Regions from separate parts of the Mus musculus genome. Here region 1 is linked to region 2. Evidence: chromatin contacts called from public promoter capture Hi-C data. All regions are on one chromosome and are shown on one strand. Each heading gives the region's core, a stretch centred on a gene start, on an enhancer-like site or on the middle of the called end of the contact. The rest is flanking DNA. Distances are from core to core; before and after follow the strand shown.

Region 1 (4,753 bases), core at 435-2,934, 330 kb before region 2:
TGAAAACGGCCTCTGTGTCTCCAATGACAGACACAACACCGCTCATGAGTTTATGCCACCATATCAGAGACATGAGGATTCACCAAGAAACAGTCGACAAACATCCGCTAGATGGCAGCCTAGGGCAGGAGTGAGAACAACGTGGAGCTGGCTGCCCAGGGACAGAAGAGATGTGAGTGAGAGAAGGGGAAGGAAAACGGGAGGGGCAGTAGGATCAGGTACGGGAAGAGACAGGAAAGAAGTACAGAGGGTGAGGAAATTGAACAGAAATATGTAGCAGTGAGGGATTGGGAACTGGGGAGAGCCACTACAAAGTCCCAGATGCCAGGGAAGCAAGAGGTTCCCAGGACCCAACAGGAATGACATTAGCTGAAATACCCAACAAAGGGGAGAGAGAACCTGTAGAGACCATCTCCAGTAGATAGACATGGCCCCCTGTTGACGGATGGGGCCACCCACCCATCTCAAAAACGTTAACCCAGAATTGCTCCCGTCTAAACGAAATGCAGAAACAACAACAACAAAAATGAAGCAGAGACTGAAGGAAAGAAAAGGCCATCCAGAGACTGCCCCACCTAGGCATCCAGCCCACCCGCAGACACTATTGCCGATGCCAAGAAGTGCTTGCCGACAGAGATCTGGTATGGCTGTCCCCTGAGAGGCTTTGCCAGCACCTGACCAATACAGATGCAGATACTCACAGCCAACCACTGGACTGAGCCAGGGGACCCTAGTGGAAGAGTTAGGAGAAGAACTGAAGGAGCTGAAGGGGTTTGCCACCTCATAGGAAGAACAATATTAACCAAACAGAATATCCCACCCCCCCAGAAACTCCCAGGAACTAAACCACCAACCAAAGAGTACACATGGTGGGATTCATGGCTCCAGCCGCATATGTTGCAGAGGATGACCTTGTCTGGTATCAATGGGAGGAGAGGCCCTTGGTCCTGTTTTTATTTCCTGCTGATATTTCTACATCACATGAATTTTGCAAACACATTATTAGTTTGACAAACATGAAACCAAAAGTGTTCTGCTATAGATTGGGGAAGCGCAGGCTTGGCACATCCACAGAGTCACCGCTAACAGGAGAGTTGAGTCCCAGACAGTCAAATGCTTTTTTTTTTTTTTTTTTTTTTTTTTTTTTTTGCTCAGGACTTAATGTTGGGTTTAGAGACAATAGTTGTAGATTTGAGTCCTTTTTTTAAAAAAAAAAAAAAAAAAAAAACGTGTCTCTACATAATAATTAACTATCCTTCTAAAACTGGAAGGAACACCAAGCTATTTGTTATTCCGACCGTGAAAGCGCGTGAAAGCACTTCTGCTGTCTGCAAAGCAGCACTCCACATTCTCGAGACAGCACGTGGCTCACAGTCAAGCGATGAGCTGTGGCCGGGTAGCACACTGGTTAGGTTTTTTTTTTTTTTTTTTTCCTTGCACTTCTTCACTTTTCATTTCTGATGTCTGTGTAAAGCAGGTGACAACAAAATCCGTCATTTGCAGAGGCCGTCACAGGTAGGTGAGGGTTCTAACACAGAGTGTTTACGGAGTTACCTTTAAGGAATTGCAGGGCCAGGGAAAGGCAGCTTTCTGCCTGTTAGTTCAGGTTCCTTCTCTGATGCTGCTGGGGTGTGAAAAGTGCCCAATAAGTGCAGCTCAGAAGAGGAGGCGGGGCCAATATGTGCAGCTCAGAAGAGGAGGCGGGGCCAATATGTGCAGCTCAGAAGAGGAGGCGGGGCCCTCAGCAGGCTCCTCAAGCACTGGATGTTCTTCCTTTACATTTGTCTGCAGGGGAGAGTGAATGGGGACAAGAAGTGGAGCCCAGAAGGTCGGGAGTCCTCAGAAAAGGCCAGAGGGCTAACATGTCCCCTCCTAAGCTGTCCCCCTCAGTCAGTGTGTCCTGACAGCTGCCCTGTGAGGCACGCATGTGATTTCTTTTTTTAAAAAAAAATTTTTTTTTCATTTTGCATGTATGAGTGTTTTGTCTGCTTGTATGACTATACACCACTGCAGTGAGGAACTAGAAGAATGTGTTGATCCGCTGGAGCCGGACTGTCAAGTGATCATTAGCCACAGCATAGGTGCTGGCCCTCTGCAAGAGCAGCCAGGGCACATAACCAATGCACTGCCTTGCCAGCACACCCATATGATCTTATTAAGGATAAACTCAAATGCCAGATTAATTTGTGGGTTATCTTCTTCCATTTTGATTAAATATATTCCTTCGGCATGGACAAAAGTTTGCTAAGTGGATAAAAAGAGTAGCCCATAGTTTTCTCCGAGGAATCTCATGGGATAGCCTGAGTTCTCGCCATGCCACTCAGATTGACCTAAAATTTAAAATATGTACAGTGTTTATTTCTGAAAATTTCCATTTCAGATTTATTTTCCTTTTGAAAAGGGTTACTTTTAACTCTGTATATGTGGGTGTCTCTGTGTGAGGGCACACATATATGTGTGCAGGTGCCTATAACGACCCATAGATGGCCCTAGGTCAACGTGGAACTAGAGTTACAGGCCATTGTGAGTCCCTGGACTTGAGTGCTGGAACCAAATTCAGACCATCTCCAAGAACAGTCAGCACTCTGCACCCTCCCCCTGCTCCACCCCTGCTGAAGACATCACTGCCTGTGATGAGCAGGCGTGAACTTCTATCATTTGTAAAACTGATTACTGTTGTTGTCTGACAATACACAGGATTTCTACTTTGCACACAGGGGCTTTCTTCCTGAGTTAACACTTTAGATTGAGAATCTAAAACCATGGGAGACAATTGTGGATCACCCTTGACCAAGAACAACCTGGCCTACAGTGTTCCCTAAGCCCATCCAACTGTTTTGTCAAAGAAACAACAGTACCAGTGATGTTCAAGGCAGCTGCTGAGCCAGGGGCAAGAGCCAAAGTTGCCTGCCAGCCACAGTCCTGCTTCACCACACCACTTAGCTGGTAGCGCCCTTGTTAGCATGGGGTCTTGCTATGCAGCCTTTGATTTTAGTGCGTGTGTGCGTGCGTGTTGCCTGTGTGTATGTCTGTGGTCCATGTGAATGTAGTACTTGTGAGAGCCACAGGATGCCACTCAATCCCAGCAAGTGGATTCACAGACAGTTGTAAACCACCATGTGGGTGCTTGGACTGGAATCCAGAGGGGGCGTGCCCAGTACATTTAACTGCTAAGCTGTCTCTCTTCGGTCCTCACTAGGTAGTTTTAATGAGTGCCCTCAACAGCCATGTGGTGGTTTAAATATGCTTGGCCCCGGGAAAGGCACTATTAGGTGGTGTGGCCTTGTTGGAGGAAGTGTGTCACTGTGGGGGCATGGACTTTAAGATCCTCTTCCGAGACACGTGGATGCCAGCCTTTTGTTTGCCTTTAAAAGATGTAGAACTCTCAGCTCCTCTAGCACCATGCCTACCTAGATACTGCCAAGCTTCCTGCCTTGATGATAATGGACTGAACCTCTGAGCCTGTAAGCCAGCCCCAGTCAAATGTTGTCCTCTGTAAGAGCTGCCCTAGTCATGGTGTCTCTTCACAGCAATGGAAACCCTAACTAAGACATGGAATTCCAGACTGTTAGTCACCATGTGGGAGCTGAGAACCAAACCCAGGTCCTCCACAATGCTGTGAGGGCTCTTACCCGTGGTGTCATCTCTCCAGCCCCCAAATATTTTATAAAAGATTTTGTACATGTAAATATGTCAACTGTATTCCTCCTTGTGCCTCACTATTATAAAGGTCAAAATCTAGTTCTATTATAAATTGAGTTTTAAACTAAGGTATTGTATTATAAAAGAAAAACATATGAGTCAGAAAGACTTGTTAGCCTACACTACCAACCAGAGGCTCACCTGCTTCTGTAACCTCACTCAAATGCTGCCTGCTCAGAAAAAAAACAAACATGAGAATGCCTCGTGCAGCAAAAAACTCAGAGTGAAGACAGTTGTGAAGACATTTGTCCTTTAAGAACTCCAGCCCCAACCTCCTCATTTTTGTAGAGGTTCTCAGACTGGCAAAGGAGGCTCTTGTCACAACATTTCTTTTTCTTTTCTTTCTTTTTTTTTTAACTGAATATTTTCTTTATTTACATTTCAAATGTTTACCCCTTTCCAGGTCTCCCCTTCAGAAAGCCCCTGTCCCATCCCCTCCTTCCCCTGCCTCTATGAGGGTGCTCCCCCCCCACTCCTATCCTCCCACCCTGGCATCCCCCTACACTGGGGCATCAAACACCCTCAGGCCCAAGGGTCTCTCCTATCACTGATGTCCAACAAAGGCCATTGTCTGCCACATGTGCAGCTGGAGCCATGGGTCCCTCCATGTGTACTCTTTGATTGGTAGTCAAGTTCTGGCCAGTTAACACTATTTTTTCTTTTAAAAACTGTATTTTATGTGCATTGATGTTTCACCTACATATATGTCTGTGTGAGAGTGTCACATTCCTTGGAACTGTAGCTACAGATAGCTGTGAACTACCATGTGGGTGCTGGAAATTGAGCCTCGGTCCTCTAGAAGAGCAGCCGGTGCTGTTAACCACTGGACCATCCCTCTAGACCCCTTGTCGCAACATTGCTATAAGGAAAATAAGCTTGTTTTCTAATCTTTTGGATTTAAATTCTGCAGTGGTGGTCTTCCCCTGGTGGCCTCCGACTCTGCAACACTCTAGTTGGTCCCTGTTGTCTCCATAGACAGTAATACTTCAAATCTGTGCGTGTGTAGTGATTTAATGCATTCACATAGGACCTAGGACTGTCGCTGGCTTCA
Region 2 (4,452 bases), core at 1,760-4,259:
CATTATCAGTTTTAATTTGTGCAGGTATCCCCATAGTGGTCTATCAAACTTTGGAGTACCTTCTCATTTTTTTTTTAATTAGGTGTTTTCCTCATTTACATTTCCAATACTATCCCAAAAGTCCCCCATACCCACCCCCCCACTCCCCTACCCACCCACTCCCCCTTTTTGGCTCTGGCGTTCCCCTGTACTGGGGCATATAAAGTTTGCAAGTCCAATGGGCCTCTCTTTCCAGTGATGGCCGACTAGGCCATCTTTTGATACATATGCAGCTAGAGTCAAGAGCTCCGGGGTACTGGTTAGTTCATAATGTTGTTCCCCCTATAGGGTTGCAGATCCCTTTAGCTCCTTGGGTACTTTCTCTAGCTCCTCCATTGGGGGCCCTGTGATCCATCCAATAGTACCTTCTTGTTCTTAACTAACACACACACACACACACACACACACACACACACACACACACACACAGGCATATGCACACACACACACACACACACACACAACTGAACTGTGCTTGTAAATGCATTTGTAGCCTTATCCCTGTAAATATTGAATAGCGTTGTAATCCAAATTACTAAAGTAGGTGTATTGGGGGAGATAAAAAAGTTTGTTTGCATGTACATGATGTGTGTGTGCTGGGATGAAGGGTTGGCATATGGAAAGGAGGCGTCTTACATATTTCATGTGATTAAGTCAATTATTAGATTAAAAAGTGCCAATAACTGGGAAGGAGCTAAGCTTTGATCACACTTAAAGTGCTCATACATTAGCCTGCCAAAGATCATGGGTGTTAATGGAGGTTATCAGACTTCTGGGACAGGGCTAGCACCTTTTCCCTTGTAGAACAGTGGTTCTCAAACTGTGGGTCACCACCCCCTGGAATCAAACGACCTTTTCACAGGGGTCACTTAACACCACAGAAAAACATATATTTACATTATAAATCGTAACAGTAGCAAAATTACAGCTATGAAGTAGCAATGAAAAGAATGTTCTGGTTCGGGTTGCCACACCATGAGGGACTGAATTAAAGGGTCGCAGCGTAGGTGTAGAGCAACAAGTTTTATGTTCACATCGGCTCTCCTTATCCTCAGTCCCGTGGGGGCGATGCAAGTCAGTTCAGATGAATGTTGCACAGGCAAAAGGTTTGCATCACAGCTGAAGAATGTTTGGATCCGGAAGTCTTGTGCTAGAGCTGTAGCCCAGTGTTTGCCTAGCATTGCTAAGGCCCTAGGTTCAATCTGTAGAACTGAAAAACAAACAAACAAACAAACAAACAAACAAAACCAAACTTTTTATAACGGGCAGCAAATAGACCTGCCTACCTTCTGTCCCGGAACACATTGCATTTGTTTGACATTATTAGCTTCATCCTCTCCCTGAGTTCTCTTCTGTTTAGCTTTTCTCTGATAGGAGACAAAAATGGTTCCTCCTTTTGCAGACCTCAAGTACTTCACTGCACCAGAACAGAGAGGAAGCTTCGGTTTAGTGGAAGCCTCGGTCTGTCTCTGTGGGTTATTGGCTCTGGTTGGACATGATGCCTAGTTCTAAAACAGTTACCAGCGGAAATGGTTATGTGGTGTTCCTTAAGGGGGAGGGAAGACTGCTGAGAAACAGCCAATAAATATGCTCTTTATTTGCACCTCCATTAGCACAAATAAATAATAAAAAAAAGTGTGCATAGATTACTCCTGGATTGGCTCACGTAAACGCGGCACTTAAAGGCTCTGCAGAAACTATGGCTCAGAAGGAAGTCAGTCTTCACTCTTGCTTTTCCCTCTCCCTTGCTGTGTCCCCCACTTCTCTGCTTTCAGCCTTATTCACTTCCACGGTGAACGAGTCACGTGATGTTACACGTAAATTACTCAGTTAAAAAAAAAAAAAAAAGCCTCTTTCCCCACCTCATTATCCCATATGTCAATTCCAGGGAAGGCTCCATAAAGCCCCGCTCAGGCAGTGCTTATCCCTTGACCAAATCAGAACTGCCAGCGGGAAGGAGTAATTTAACTGGCGTACTCACAGGCCATCTTCTCATGGAGGCTGTTTTATTGCTACAGGGGTTGTGGAAAGGTCCCTCTAGGACCTCAGTGTTCCACTGGGAGTGACTCTTTTGCACAAGGGGATGGACTTGTCATATTTGAGCAAAGATGGCTTGGGAGTGTAGCACACGATGGATCAGTGAAGAAGCAGACACTAGAAATCTCATCTCTCTTCTGACTGCCAATGTCATAAACCCAGAATAATTCCATGGAGTGCTGTTTATTACAGTATGCACCAGCCAACACGTTTTCCGTCCTTCGTGGGGGACTTCTGGAGGATACGCAGCTGTTTCTATTTGTAAGCTGAACGTGATGCTGTGCGGCTTTAACTCGGGTATGGATTGCTAACTGCGGAGGCAAGTGGGTGGGAGCCAGCAGTTTCCCGCAAGTCAACACACTTCAGGGGTCCTGCGGATTGCCCAGCCCTGGCCCCAGAAGCCTCCTTTCTCCAAACCCCCAGGCAAGAATTCTCCAAAGGAAGATCTCCGCCCAAAGAAGGCCAGCAAGGTGCTCCGCCCAGAGGCGGGGTGGGTCAGCAGCCCAGGCTGGTTTAACTGGTTGGAACCACTTAAAGTACGCAGACGCTGGGGGGAAAAGTGTCACTCTCAGTAGCTGCGGACACCAGGCCAGAGCTTGGGGAGGAACGCGCTTTCTTTCCAGCAGAGCTCCGCAGGGCTCCCACACTGTTTTCACTTGGATTCGCTCCGGTAGGTGTGTGTGTTCCACTCGCTCCCCAGAACACTGCGCAGGCGCCTGCAGAGCCTTAGCGTTTGGCGCATCCTCTCGCGGGTTCCCTGTTCCCCCTTAACGAGTTCCAGCTCGGGAGGCGCGGTGCTTTCTGGGCGTTGTGGTTTATGTCGGAGACAAGGGCCCTACAGCAGCGGGGCGTTGGGTTAACTAGAACTACAACTCCCGGCGTGCCCCACGCGAGGACGCGGGGCGTTTGCCCTAGCCGGCCCTAGCCGTCACGGCCAAGGAGCCGAGGACCCGGGAAGCCGGCTGCGGCGGGAGGAGGGCGTGCGCGTGCGCGCTGGGCCGGCTCGTCCTGTTCTGTCCCAATCATTGTAAACAGGCGAAGGCTGGGCGGGGTGGGAATGGGGCTCCCGCGGCCGGCCCGGGGTGCAGCGCAGGAGGCGGCGGTTGTGGCGGAAGCGTGAGTGCGAGGAGGCGGCGGCGGCTGCAGCGGAGCGGACGGTCGCTCGGCGGCAGGCACTGGTCAGTGGCGGGGAGCGGACGCTCGCGGGGGTCGCAACGCTGCGGCGGTGTCCGTGGGAGCCGTCGGGCGCCCGGCCTCGCGCCCGCGCCTGTCACGCAGCGTGCCGGGCTTGGGATCCCGGGCTCGGAATGGGAGTTGGGGGTGGGGGGCGTGGCCGCCCCGCCTTACGTTGTCCGTGAAAGCTTCACCCCGGAGCTTGCTCCTTTGGGGTGGGTCACGCCGCCTGCCCGACAGGCCTCCTTGGGAGCACCCGGGTGTGTCCTGTGTTGCTCTGGGACCCAGAGGCTAGTTGGGAGTCCAGCTGCTTCCTCGGACCCTTCCAGGCCTCGGGGCATCCCTGCGGGCCACACCTGGCCGGAGCTGCGGCCGGGGACTGGCCTGACGCAAGCCTTCCGGTTTATGGGTCGCATCTGCCTCGCGCATCTGGCTCGCCCACCTGTCTCCGTGTTTGCCGGGTAGAGTCGGGGGAACAGCTCCTGTTGTCGCCCGTGGCAGGCGTTGGGCAAGGGGACGACCCTGTTTGCAGTGGTACTTGTTCCAGGGTTCAGAAGTGTTCTGTCTGATCTGGAGTTAGGAGCTCCATTCTCAACGGCGTTTTCAAGCGTTTTCGTACCAGAGTGTTCTCAGTCGAGGCCAGCTTTCTTTTTCCATCTTTTAAATATGTCGTTGTGAAACAGGTTTGACGAATTACTCCACTTTCCAGTCTCCTGAAGTAGGTAGGGCTGGTTCAAGTTTGGAGATTATTACAAGGATTCTTCCAGAGAGAGCAGCGTGCGTACCCTAAGGTTTTTAGAGATCACAGCTGTTTTCATTAGAGGTCTGTGCTTGTGACAGAAGTGCTATAGTGTGGGCATTGAGCTGTTGCACTGCCCAGCTTTGGTGGTGTTGATGGAACGGGGGTGGGCTAACACTGGTGCTTTGGGGTAGCATTACCTATACTTGGCCGTTATTAACAAAGTACTCAGTGATAAGTTATAAGCCTACTTTTGGTTTAGTGTTCAGACAGCACTTTAAGGAAAGGTCCCATCACTTTCTGTAGTAGGAATTATCTCGATGATTTCAAGGTCCTGGATGTCTTCTTCAAAATGAAGAACTCCTGTTAGTGGTGTTAGCATTTTCAGAGGTCTGCAGTCAGTAGAGTGCTTCTTGTTTTTCAGTGTGTCCCATAGACCCAAGAGAGATAGGTTAGTTTAATAG

The links. Promoter capture Hi-C pulls out the DNA fragments that hold promoters and counts their contacts.
Region 1: a promoter capture Hi-C map of pre-B cells shows a contact between it and region 2, with 4 times the contacts expected there. The contact joins the enhancer-like site here to the promoter of Ralbp1 in region 2. A contact is called at or near these places in 5 of 39 promoter capture datasets (the 3T3-L1 cell line, the C10 cell line, the HPC-7 cell line and 2 more), 2 of 15 datasets of contacts at CTCF or cohesin (embryonic stem cells and large pre-B cells), 21 of 484 Hi-C or Micro-C datasets (B cells, the C10 cell line, the C2C12 cell line and 12 more), 7 of 115 datasets of contacts at active chromatin or transcription factors (embryonic stem cells, large pre-B cells, pro-B cells and 1 more) and 1 of 9 other capture datasets (embryonic stem cells).

Annotation. Positions count from the first base shown.
Region 1 is chr17:66,216,817-66,221,569 of GRCm38.p6, reverse strand. No RefSeq gene overlaps it. Among named protein-coding and RNA genes, the nearest start is that of Gm20742, 27 kb to the right of the region's middle. Within about 2 kb of position 1,684, at least 3 of the 459 cell types and tissues checked have an H3K27ac peak or open chromatin away from gene starts, as enhancers often do.
Region 2 is chr17:65,883,480-65,887,931 of GRCm38.p6, reverse strand. It overlaps Ralbp1 (ralA binding protein 1), which reads left to right and starts at 3,009. Exons shown (of 10, transcript NM_001198949.1): 1 at 3,009-3,254.